Linked DNA regions of Mus musculus: region 2 is linked to region 1. The links are chromatin contacts, called in public HiChIP or PLAC-seq maps. All regions are on one chromosome and are shown on one strand. Each heading gives the region's core, a stretch centred on a gene start, on an enhancer-like site or on the middle of the called end of the contact. The rest is flanking DNA. Distances are from core to core; before and after follow the strand shown.

Region 1 (4,872 bases), core at 547-3,046:
TAGAAGTCCAAGGTCTCCAGAAGTGGGTCAGCAGGACCTGGGGCCCACTGGCCTCCCTTCTAATCCAATCTTAATCTTGCTATCCAAGTTTTGTGGCTTCAGGGTGTGGCCCCAGAGAGCTGGGACCCACCCACAGTTATCTAAACACAGATAAACAATCTTCAGGCAGAGCCACAGAACTAGCCAGGAAAAGATTCAAACCCTGTGTTGACCTGTGAAGCCTTTGGCGACTCCTTGGGTTCCGTGTATAGAACTGCTCTAGGATAGGAATTCTTCTCAAAGGTATTTGGAGGCTTTCTTTCTCTGAAGCTTGCACTCTGATTTATTTAAGCCAAGTTAGTGCCTGCCTCTTGTGGAAGCCAGCTTCAAAATTCATGTCTCACCCGATTCTCCCAATCATAAGGGTGTGAACTATTTCAAAGGGTGGGGTGCGACTGCGGCTCTAGACTACCCTGGTCCTTCCTGCACCCCAGAGTTCGTTTAACAAACTCTGTGCTCGGTCAGGGGCAGGACCCAAAATGATTGTCATCAGCCCAGGCATGCTGAAGAAGCCGAACACAGTATTCCTGACAAGGAGACAGCCAAGAGACCTCTCAGGTACATTCCAGGAGAAAGCTGAACGTGTGTGACTATCCTCTTCACAGAGGGCCAGGCAATGCTGATATCATGCAAAGACCCGAGCCGGCAAACTCCTGTTACGCTCAGAGTGAATGGAGCTGCTCTCAGGGCTCATTCAGTTAGGTTGCTGACTCATTCTTAACCCGGGAAGCCCCACACGCCCCAGTGAGTTGCTCAGAACAGGCTCCTGTCTTCCCTGCAGCCTGCTATGCAGCTTTTTAAGCAAATGACCGCTTTTTAGATTTGCTTTAAAAGTGGCACAGCAGTTACTGTAACTGTTTATTTGACAGTAAAGATGTTTGTAAGAATAGCAGTAACTCAGCCCACTCCCTTCCCCCATCTTCCACCATGCCCTTCCTGGTCCCTAGCCTGTGGCTTTTCTTTCTGCTTTTGAACACATTTTCCACCTGGAGCGTTAAAGGGAAGCACGGGATGTAGCGTGTTCAGAGAAAAGACAAAATTCTGCCTCGCTGCCATACTTCTTGCCCTGAAGCTGGACAGCTCAGGCCTGGCTGCCTGAGTCAGAGACCAGAAGCTGCCCCCGGGGTTGGCTCTTCCTTCTGCTTCTTAGGAGCGGAAACTAGTTCAACCTCAGTGCCCAGTTAACACAAACTCACCCACCTCCGTCTCTGACCTTCACTTTAGCTTCTAGCTAGGAATCCGTGGTGGCTTCCTTCCCAGGCAAGCCTCACGCTCTCCTCTGAGACAGCATAACACACAGCCACCATCCACAAGGCACAGCTCAGAAACTTCCTCCAAGAGTCCCGCAACAGACACAACAGGTGGGCTGGAGGCAGAGGGAGCCACTTTTCTGACCTCACAAAACCTTCAAAGTCTGGGAGAAGCAGTGTCTACCCCAGAACACAGCAGCTGTCACAGCTCAGAGGTGCACGGAAAACATCTTTGACTGAGAGTACTCACCAGGGAGAAGCTGATAGACGGGTCCGCCTGCCTTCCCAGCCACTGTGCTGTGAAGATCCCAAGATATGCGCAGCTTGCCTGGAAAGTCACTTTGAAACTTAGAAAGCAGACACTGCAAAGTCACCCAGTCCCCTCATTCTCAGAGATGTCCACATGATTAGGAAAAAAAAAAAAAAAGACAAGAAAAGAAAAAAAAAAACTGCAAAGCAGACACCTCAGTCTTCATTGTCACTGGAACCAGATGACTCGTGCTGACTCAGAGCCACCACTTCCTCTCCCGACATTCTCTTCATACTTTGTGAGCCCGCCTGGTCTGGTTCCCAGGGTCTCTACCACCCTTCCGGAAAGAGCAGCTTCCCAGACCTTGGGTGTGGAAGCCCCAGGCTTGTAGCCAGTGATCACCCTCATCAGGGAGGAGACGCTTTGGTTAGGAGACTTGGGGGTAACTGAAAATAAAAGGCAGAGATCTCACATGCACACGGGTGCTGTAACACGCTGGCCGTCCACAGAAGAGGGAAGAACCCATTTTTGCTATTTCCTTAAGGCATCTGAGTTTGCTTGGCCCTGATATCCCCTATTTCAGTCCATGATTTTTTTTTTTCTGCACAGAGTTTTGATCTAAAATCATTATATCTATTCTGAGCTGGCTGTTAGCATGTGTGACTTAGTCTTGCTAGGCTAAATCACATGAATAAAAGAACCAAGGAGTAAAAAACAAAGTTATGGTTCTCTAACTTTGAAAGAATCCTGAACGTTTCCATGCAAGAACCAAGAGCCCGCCTCTATGTCTGAGTTTTCTTTTGAATGATGCAGAGGGCGGGGCTGTCTTCCGCAGCTTCAAGCTTTTTTGAACTATGAGAAGTACTCCAGAGAAAGCGGAACCCATGTACCACTGAGCAGCCTCTGGTGAGGCCAGGTAGGGTTGCTGTGATTGTTGATATCTTTGCCCACCCCTCCCTGCCCCCAAAAGTCAGCACTGTCCAAAAAAAAAAAAAAAAAAAAAAAAAAAAAGCAGAGGTTTCACTTTTGAAACGTACATTTCAGTATATCAGAGAATCTTAACACAGCATACGTAAGAGCAGATATGTGTGCCAGAGAGTCTCTTAAACAGGTTAGGGAAAAGCTAACAGTATAGGCAGGGAGGAGAGAGAATTTGGGGGTACAGGGGCAAGGGAAGAAACTCATCCATTCATAGGTCAAGACCCCTCTGAGGGTCAAATGACCCTTTCCCAGGGGACAACCAAGACCATTGGAAATCACAGATATTTATATTATAATTCATAACAGTAGCAAAACTCCAGTTATGAAGTAGCAATGGAAATAATCTCCAGTTGGGGCTCCCCACAACATGAGGAGCTTATTAAAGGAGTAGCAGGGCTAGGAAGGTTGAGAATGTTCAGTCCTAAGGAGACGGAGGATTTGGCCTTGGCAACAGCTTGCAAGTACATTGTCCTCTAAAGCCTCCAAACACCAGTCCAGCTCCTCCAGGACATCGTGTTGTTTGAGCAGGCTATCTAGCACAGTCTGCCCAGACTTCCGAGAACAGCAAAATATATGAGGGGAGGGCTTTTCAATACAAACCATAACTGGTTATCATTAAAAGACCGATATACTTGGCCCATTTGCAAAATCCAGACAATGGTAGTTCCTTCCTCTGTATGAAAATGAAAAGCTAACTCCAGGGTCTGTAACTGTGGTGAGTGTCTCTGTTCTCTTATACCACTGAGCAGGTCAAAGCTGGCCTCTGACAATGTGTGTGGTTTGCTGTTGAAAGTTTTCCTACCAGTATAGTATTTGAGTCACGGGCCACAACCAAAAGTCTAGGCTCAAAGAGACGACTTGCACACTAAAGAGGTAACCTCTTGTTAAAATTCAGAGCCTATGAATAAAATGCACGACCACAAACGGTTATTTAACAATGCGGACAGTAGTGAAGACAATGGCAGCGTACTGAGAGCAAAGGACAGGAAGTGTGGAGTTCAGTCATTCACAGACTCAACAAATGTGGTCCAGATGCCAGGCTCTGATGCTGAGCCTTGGGAAACAGCAGGGGGTGGGGTCGGGAGGGAAGGTCCCCTGTGCTCAGGAAGCTTGTATTCTCAAGGGATAGGACAGAAAATAAGCACACAGGACGAACTCGAGATCATGATGTGGTCAGTGTGAAAAATTGCTAATAAAGTCAAAGCCATTGAGATGAGTGGGCTGCTGAGACAGGCCTGGGGCTGGGGAAGGAGGCAAGGAAGGGGCTGGGCTGCTGTGCCTGCTGGAATAAGATAGCATGAGACAGGCTGGATTATATGAGAGTGGAGGGGTCTGATTGGAATTTTCCAAGGATAACACTTGCTAAAAGCAGAGCACATGGGAGTCTGGTCACCTCCACTTTGGGTCTGATGAGGGTGATGGAATCCAAGCAATGTGTGCAGTCAGAGGTGTGGGATGGGTTGGGTAGCCCAGTGGTAGGTACAGATTACTCCAACAGAACTCTTGGACTTTAGGGTTGAGGAGCAGAGTGGTGCCACCTGCTAAGAGGAGGAAGGTTGAGGGAGTTGAGGGAGGAGACAGTCCAAGTGAGGAAGACATCAAGAACACCGGCTCCGTTTCCGCTGCTGTTTGGCTTTGCCTATCAGATGTCACGTGGAGATGCTTATAAAGATGTTGGTAGACTTTAAATGCCAGGAGTAGGTTTGTGTTGAAGATTTCAGAGGTGGTGATCTAAAGGCCCGGCCTGGAGGGGAGAGACACATAGAGATGAAAGATGAGCAAGGCGGTTTGGACCCTTGGCCAGTGAGCCTGGAGGAGAACCAAGAAAGCCAGGGCTCACAGCCAAGGGCTGGAGGTTTCAAGAAGGCAGAAGAGGCTGACTGGCCAGGACTCCAAGGAGTTCCCGTCAGACAGAAACAGGGTGGGGCATGTTGGCCAAGGCTCAGGAGGCCATGGTGACCAGGTACCTGACCTGGCAGCCTCTGTGACCCTAGACACAGCTTGGCGGTAAGTAGCTGGGATCAGGGTGAGCTCAGCCAAAAGAGAGGGAGCCACACCTACAAGCAGCACCCTCCAACGCAGCATCAAGGAAATGGATACGTGGCACTTTGAGGAACAATGACATCCAGTTAAATGGCAGAAGCTAGGCATGGTACTACACACCTATATAAGTATTGGAGAGAGAAAGGCCAGAGGTTTGTGAGTTCAAGGTCAGCCTAGACTACATAATGAGATTTTTATCTTAATCAAATACCCCATTTGGATGCTGTAGCTGCCCCTTGTTGTGTGTAACTCGCGGTTTTGTTGGCCTATGGATGAGTTACAGCGTTAGGAGCTCACTATCAACCAGGA
Region 2 (4,407 bases), core at 1,787-4,286, 41 kb after region 1:
TTGTCTTGCTGTGGAACACACCCTTTTGTCTTGATGACTAGAACACAGAGAGGTGAAGATGACGCCCCCCCCCCCCCAGCCATGGCATACAAACCTAGACACATAAACACTGTATCCCAGCAGCTGGATGCGGCCAGTAACATTTGCTCAATTGCTCACTCTGTAGCATGGGAAATGATTCATGCTTTTGCCTCATCCTCTTGCACAGCTTTGAAATTATGTAATTTTTGTTGTTTTGCAACTAAGAAAATGTTGCATGGTTTTAAAAGTTTCAAATCCCAATTTTTCAAAAGTCCTGTAAAATCCCCAGTAGTTCGGGAGGCCTGTACTCCTTTCTCTGTCATTGCAAAGATCCCACCTCCCCAACACCAGGGAGCAAGGGTCCCTCTTGCGGTCCTGCTGGCCAGTCCCTAAAGGCTTCCCCAGTGGCCAGGCCTCCATGTGTCTGCAAACTGAGTGTACTTGGCCATTCATACTGGCTCCACTCAACCTCCATCGTTCCTTGTAGATCCTTTATGCACCAGCCAGATCTAAGTGTGACTATCACATTTAGTGCAGAGATCTCCCTCCACCCGGGGTCATAATGTAGTGCCCAGGATGGTGCCAGCAACCTTCTGGAACCTCATCTTCTACAGGTGTGGCAGGAGTTAAGGCAAGGGCTCTGCCTGGATGGCCAGCGCCCTGCACCTCATCATCGCTCTCCCATAACATATTCCAATTCTGGAAGTTTCTTGCGTTCCCTAAAATGTGCTTCAACTTGTGTTTAACGCTCAGCTTCATTTGCAAACTTCCGTGAACCATGAGAAACTCTGGAGTCCAAAAGGCTCCTGCCATTTAGGAAGCCATTCTCATTCTCTGTGCTTAACCAAACCAGGCTGCCAGGTGCAGAGTCTAGCTGAATAAATGGGCACCAGTGAGCATCACTATGGTGCCATGTCTCTTGTGAGACACAGGTGTGAGTTCCAGTCACCTGCTGTCTTCTCCTGCCTATACCCCTCTGTAGCGCTAGGCAGACAGCTGGAAGGACTGCCATAGAGGCTTAGAGTGCAGGGGCTTGGGGTCAAGTGGAGGTGGTGATGCAGGGTAAGTGATGGGGGCAAGAGAGCAGAAGTGGGGGGAAAGAGGAGGGAGGCAGACGTGCAGGGCAGAGGGCAAGGCTGAGGCTGAGGCTGAGGGGGTCTCTGAAGAAAGCACAGACAGCTCCAGCTAGCAGGTGTCCAGGAAATAGCTGACAGGGAGAGACCAGGAGGGCAAGGTCACGCCACAGTTGAGGGGATTTATGTGACTCTGGTGAGCCTTTGGCTAGGTCTGAGCCTGAGTGATGGATTCTATCATGGCAATCCAAACCTGGAGATGGGGCAGGAAAGACAAAGCCCCAGGCAAGTGTTCCCTTTCATGCAGGTCACTGGAGTGAGTTTTAACCCCATGACATCATCTCAATGGTCATCACCATGGTGTCAGCATCATCTGAGTGGGAGGAGAGTGTGATGTACAAATGTACACTGGCCCCTGACTGCCTTTTCCCTCCCGTCCTCCACCTCCCTCCAAACCTGGCAGACTCCTGACTTCCATATGATCATGTTTACACCTCTGAAAAGATCTTTCAGCAACAATGAATGAGTGAAAAGAAACATTGTAAACTGGGGCCTACTGTGAATGCCGTGAAATGTCCTCCTCTGACTCCTGTACTTAAATGCCTGCTTCCTAGTGGGTGATGCCGCCTTGTGGGTGGTTTATGGAACTCTTAGGGGATGTGACAGAGTTGAAGAAATTGGGGTATATTTAGGTTAAGCATATACATGTGTACGTGTGTGTTGGGCTTTATGCTAAGATCTTAGTGTGTTTTAGCTCACTGAAACCTGCTCAGTAGACAGCTTCAGAGAAAGCTCATCCCTCATACTTTGGAGAAGATAAGTCTCAATATTTTTCTCATTTTTCAGGTGAGGAAATTGAAGCACAGAATTATGAAGCCAGGCGAAAGATATATGTGTGCATTTATAATACATGTTTAATATATATTTACAACACATATGTGTTTATAATAATATACATATGTATATATATATATACATATATTGTATTAAGGGAGGTACTAAGTCAGCTTGTGTGAAGATAGCAATAACAGCAGAATCATCCCTGAGGGGCTAGGACAGCAGTCATTCGGTTTTGAGGCTGATTGTCCATTAGTCCCACAGTAGCTGTCTCCCACTGGAGAAGCCAGCACCCAGGAATTGCTCCATCCACAAGGTTGTGTGTCTCAGCAGTGCCAACCTGGCCCTGAAAACCTGGCAGATTCCTGGACCACAGTCATCAGTGGAAGTCTAGGAGCACTGGTTCTACTGTGAGGAAAGGAATCAGCAGCCTCAGGGTAAATCATCGCTGAAGCAAGAGGGGAGGCCAAGTGAATAAGGGCAGTAAGTGGGAGAGGGTCTTCCCCAAGCCACTCACACAATCAGGGCACATCTTCAGTTCAGACAGTTCCGGGGATTCTAATTTATGGAGAGTTGACACTAAAACCAACTGTAATGGGGGGGGGGGGGCGGGGGGCAGGGTATCCTCCTCCATCATACAAAATCCCTTGCTACTGCTGTGTCATAGAGGCATCAGGACTCCATGGGACCTGCATATGGAAGGGCTTGGGAGACCTCAGAGTGGTACACGCCACAGTTGCTGTCCCTGCCACAATTTTCTCTCGCGAACTGTGCCCTCAAACTGTAAGCCAAAACAAAGCCTCTTTCCTTCAGTTACTACTGATAGGTGTTCTGTTAATAATGAGAAACTGGTATGTCTGTATCCCTAGAGGATTACATGTAACTTTTGACAATGGCTGTGGCTTAAACTGACTTTACAAACAGTCTGGAAGCCGTAGACCAGATTGGTGAGATGCTAGTGACAGTTTCAGGCCCTCTGTACCTGCATGTCTGCTGAAGAGGGAGAGGATGTGGCTTTCACCCAGGAGATGCCACACCCAGTACTGAAGTCACATGGTACTGAGTGGCTCAGAGTTCCAGGGCTCCCAACAGGAAGTCGGCCTGAGAGAGTCTGGGAAAACATGTGTGCTGTGATCCCATGTGTACTCCAAGGGAAGGGCGCTGGCTGAGCAGAAGCCCATGGGAATTTCAGAGACGTTCCAACAGCAGGCCACAGAAGAATCAGAGTGTGGGAATGTGCTGAAAGGGGCACAGCCAAGGGCGTGGCAGGGGTGGGGAGGGGAGGGGAGGAGGAATAGAACCTACTGAAAAGGCTCAGAAAGACAAAGCCGCAGGAACTAAAAAGACTCCCCACAACCCTCCAAAGCCGACCTTAGATCCCCAGACTTCAACAAAGGCCTTACTTGTAATTCATAAAAGACAAAAATACCAGTTTGGGCAGGAAGGTGTGGAAAGAGAGAGATGAAGAAAGGTGGCCAGCCTTGCACTCTCACTTCCCATCCTCATGAATTTGAACCTTCTTTAACACACACACACACACACACACACACACACACACACACACCTTTGTGGATCAGGAGCTCTGAGTACTTGAGCATGTGGCCCAGGGTCCCCCAAACTTCTTGTCTTTTGGGTGGATATTTTTTCTTTCTCCTGGCAAGCCCAGCCCATAAGCTCTGAGATCTCGGGCAATAACAGTGAGAAGAAGACTGACTGCAGACTTACAGGGGCTGGAAAGAAGCAGGGTGGACAGGCCAGTGGCTCACCTGCTCACGGGCTCCTGGGAGACCCTGACATGGTAGGAGGGAAGCTGTCCCTTCTGAGAATCTGCAAGTCTCAGACTTTCACAAGCAGCAGAGATGTCAGTAGAGCTGGGACAAGCCAATGCATAGCCCTGAGATGCAGGTGGGTTGCCAAGCAAAACACAGGCTGCTGAGTTACATTTGAATTTCAGAAAGTCCATGGTGCTGAATGAGGACAAAAACTGCATAGTTAATAACCAAAAACATTAATGTGAGGCTAGTTAGCACTGTAATCCGCGAAAGCAGACTTAAGAAATCTTTCCACACATTTGTCCGCACTGTTCCCTGACCCTTAGAGAGGGAGGGTTGCTGTACAAGTCCCATTTGTGGCTAAGTACTCACAGTAGCCTGGTCTCAGCATTTGGAATAGCTGGGAGTCTCTACATTAACCACCATCTAGAAGAACAATACTAATAGATTCTCCCCTTGGGCTAGTGACATCTCTAGCCTTGGGTTTTGACAGTGTTTAAGCTACCAGGTATAACTTTTGTGAAGCAGGCCTCAAAGCCAATGAAGAGAACATCTGTTACCTTCATAAACAGTCTTGCCGCTATTGTACCGGTAAACATGTATCGCCTGATAGGTCAATATTATAACAATCAGGGTCCAGTAAATAAGAACATTGATTGCCCTACTCCCCAACAGCCTACACAACACTTTCCAGAACTACAACA

What was found. HiChIP or PLAC-seq counts read pairs in DNA pulled down with a chosen protein or histone mark.
Region 2: an H3K27ac HiChIP or PLAC-seq map of embryonic fibroblasts shows a contact between it and region 1, with 42 read pairs. The contact joins the enhancer-like site here to the promoter of Morrbid in region 1. A contact is called at or near these places in 1 of 15 datasets of contacts at CTCF or cohesin (CD8 T cells), 41 of 484 Hi-C or Micro-C datasets (the AML12 cell line, B cells, the C2C12 cell line and 27 more), 11 of 115 datasets of contacts at active chromatin or transcription factors (CD8 T cells, the SCID.adh cell line, bone marrow-derived dendritic cells and 7 more) and 1 of 9 other capture datasets (bone marrow-derived macrophages).

Annotation. Positions count from the first base shown.
Region 1 is chr2:128,427,555-128,432,426 of GRCm38.p6, forward strand. It overlaps Morrbid (myeloid RNA regulator of BCL2L11 induced cell death), which reads right to left and starts at 1,797. Exons shown (of 3, transcript NR_028589.1): 1 at 1,540-1,797. Gm36154 (a long non-coding RNA gene) reads right to left here. Exons shown (of 3, transcript XR_374969.3): 3 at 3,243-4,264.
Region 2 is chr2:128,467,520-128,471,926 of GRCm38.p6, forward strand. No RefSeq gene overlaps it. Among named protein-coding and RNA genes, the nearest start is that of Gm36154, 3.2 kb to the left of the region's middle. Within about 2 kb of position 3,037, at least 85 of the 459 cell types and tissues checked have an H3K27ac peak or open chromatin away from gene starts, as enhancers often do. A contact at or near this core is called in the C2C12 cell line, CD8 T cells, CD8 central memory T cells and 13 more, where this site is marked.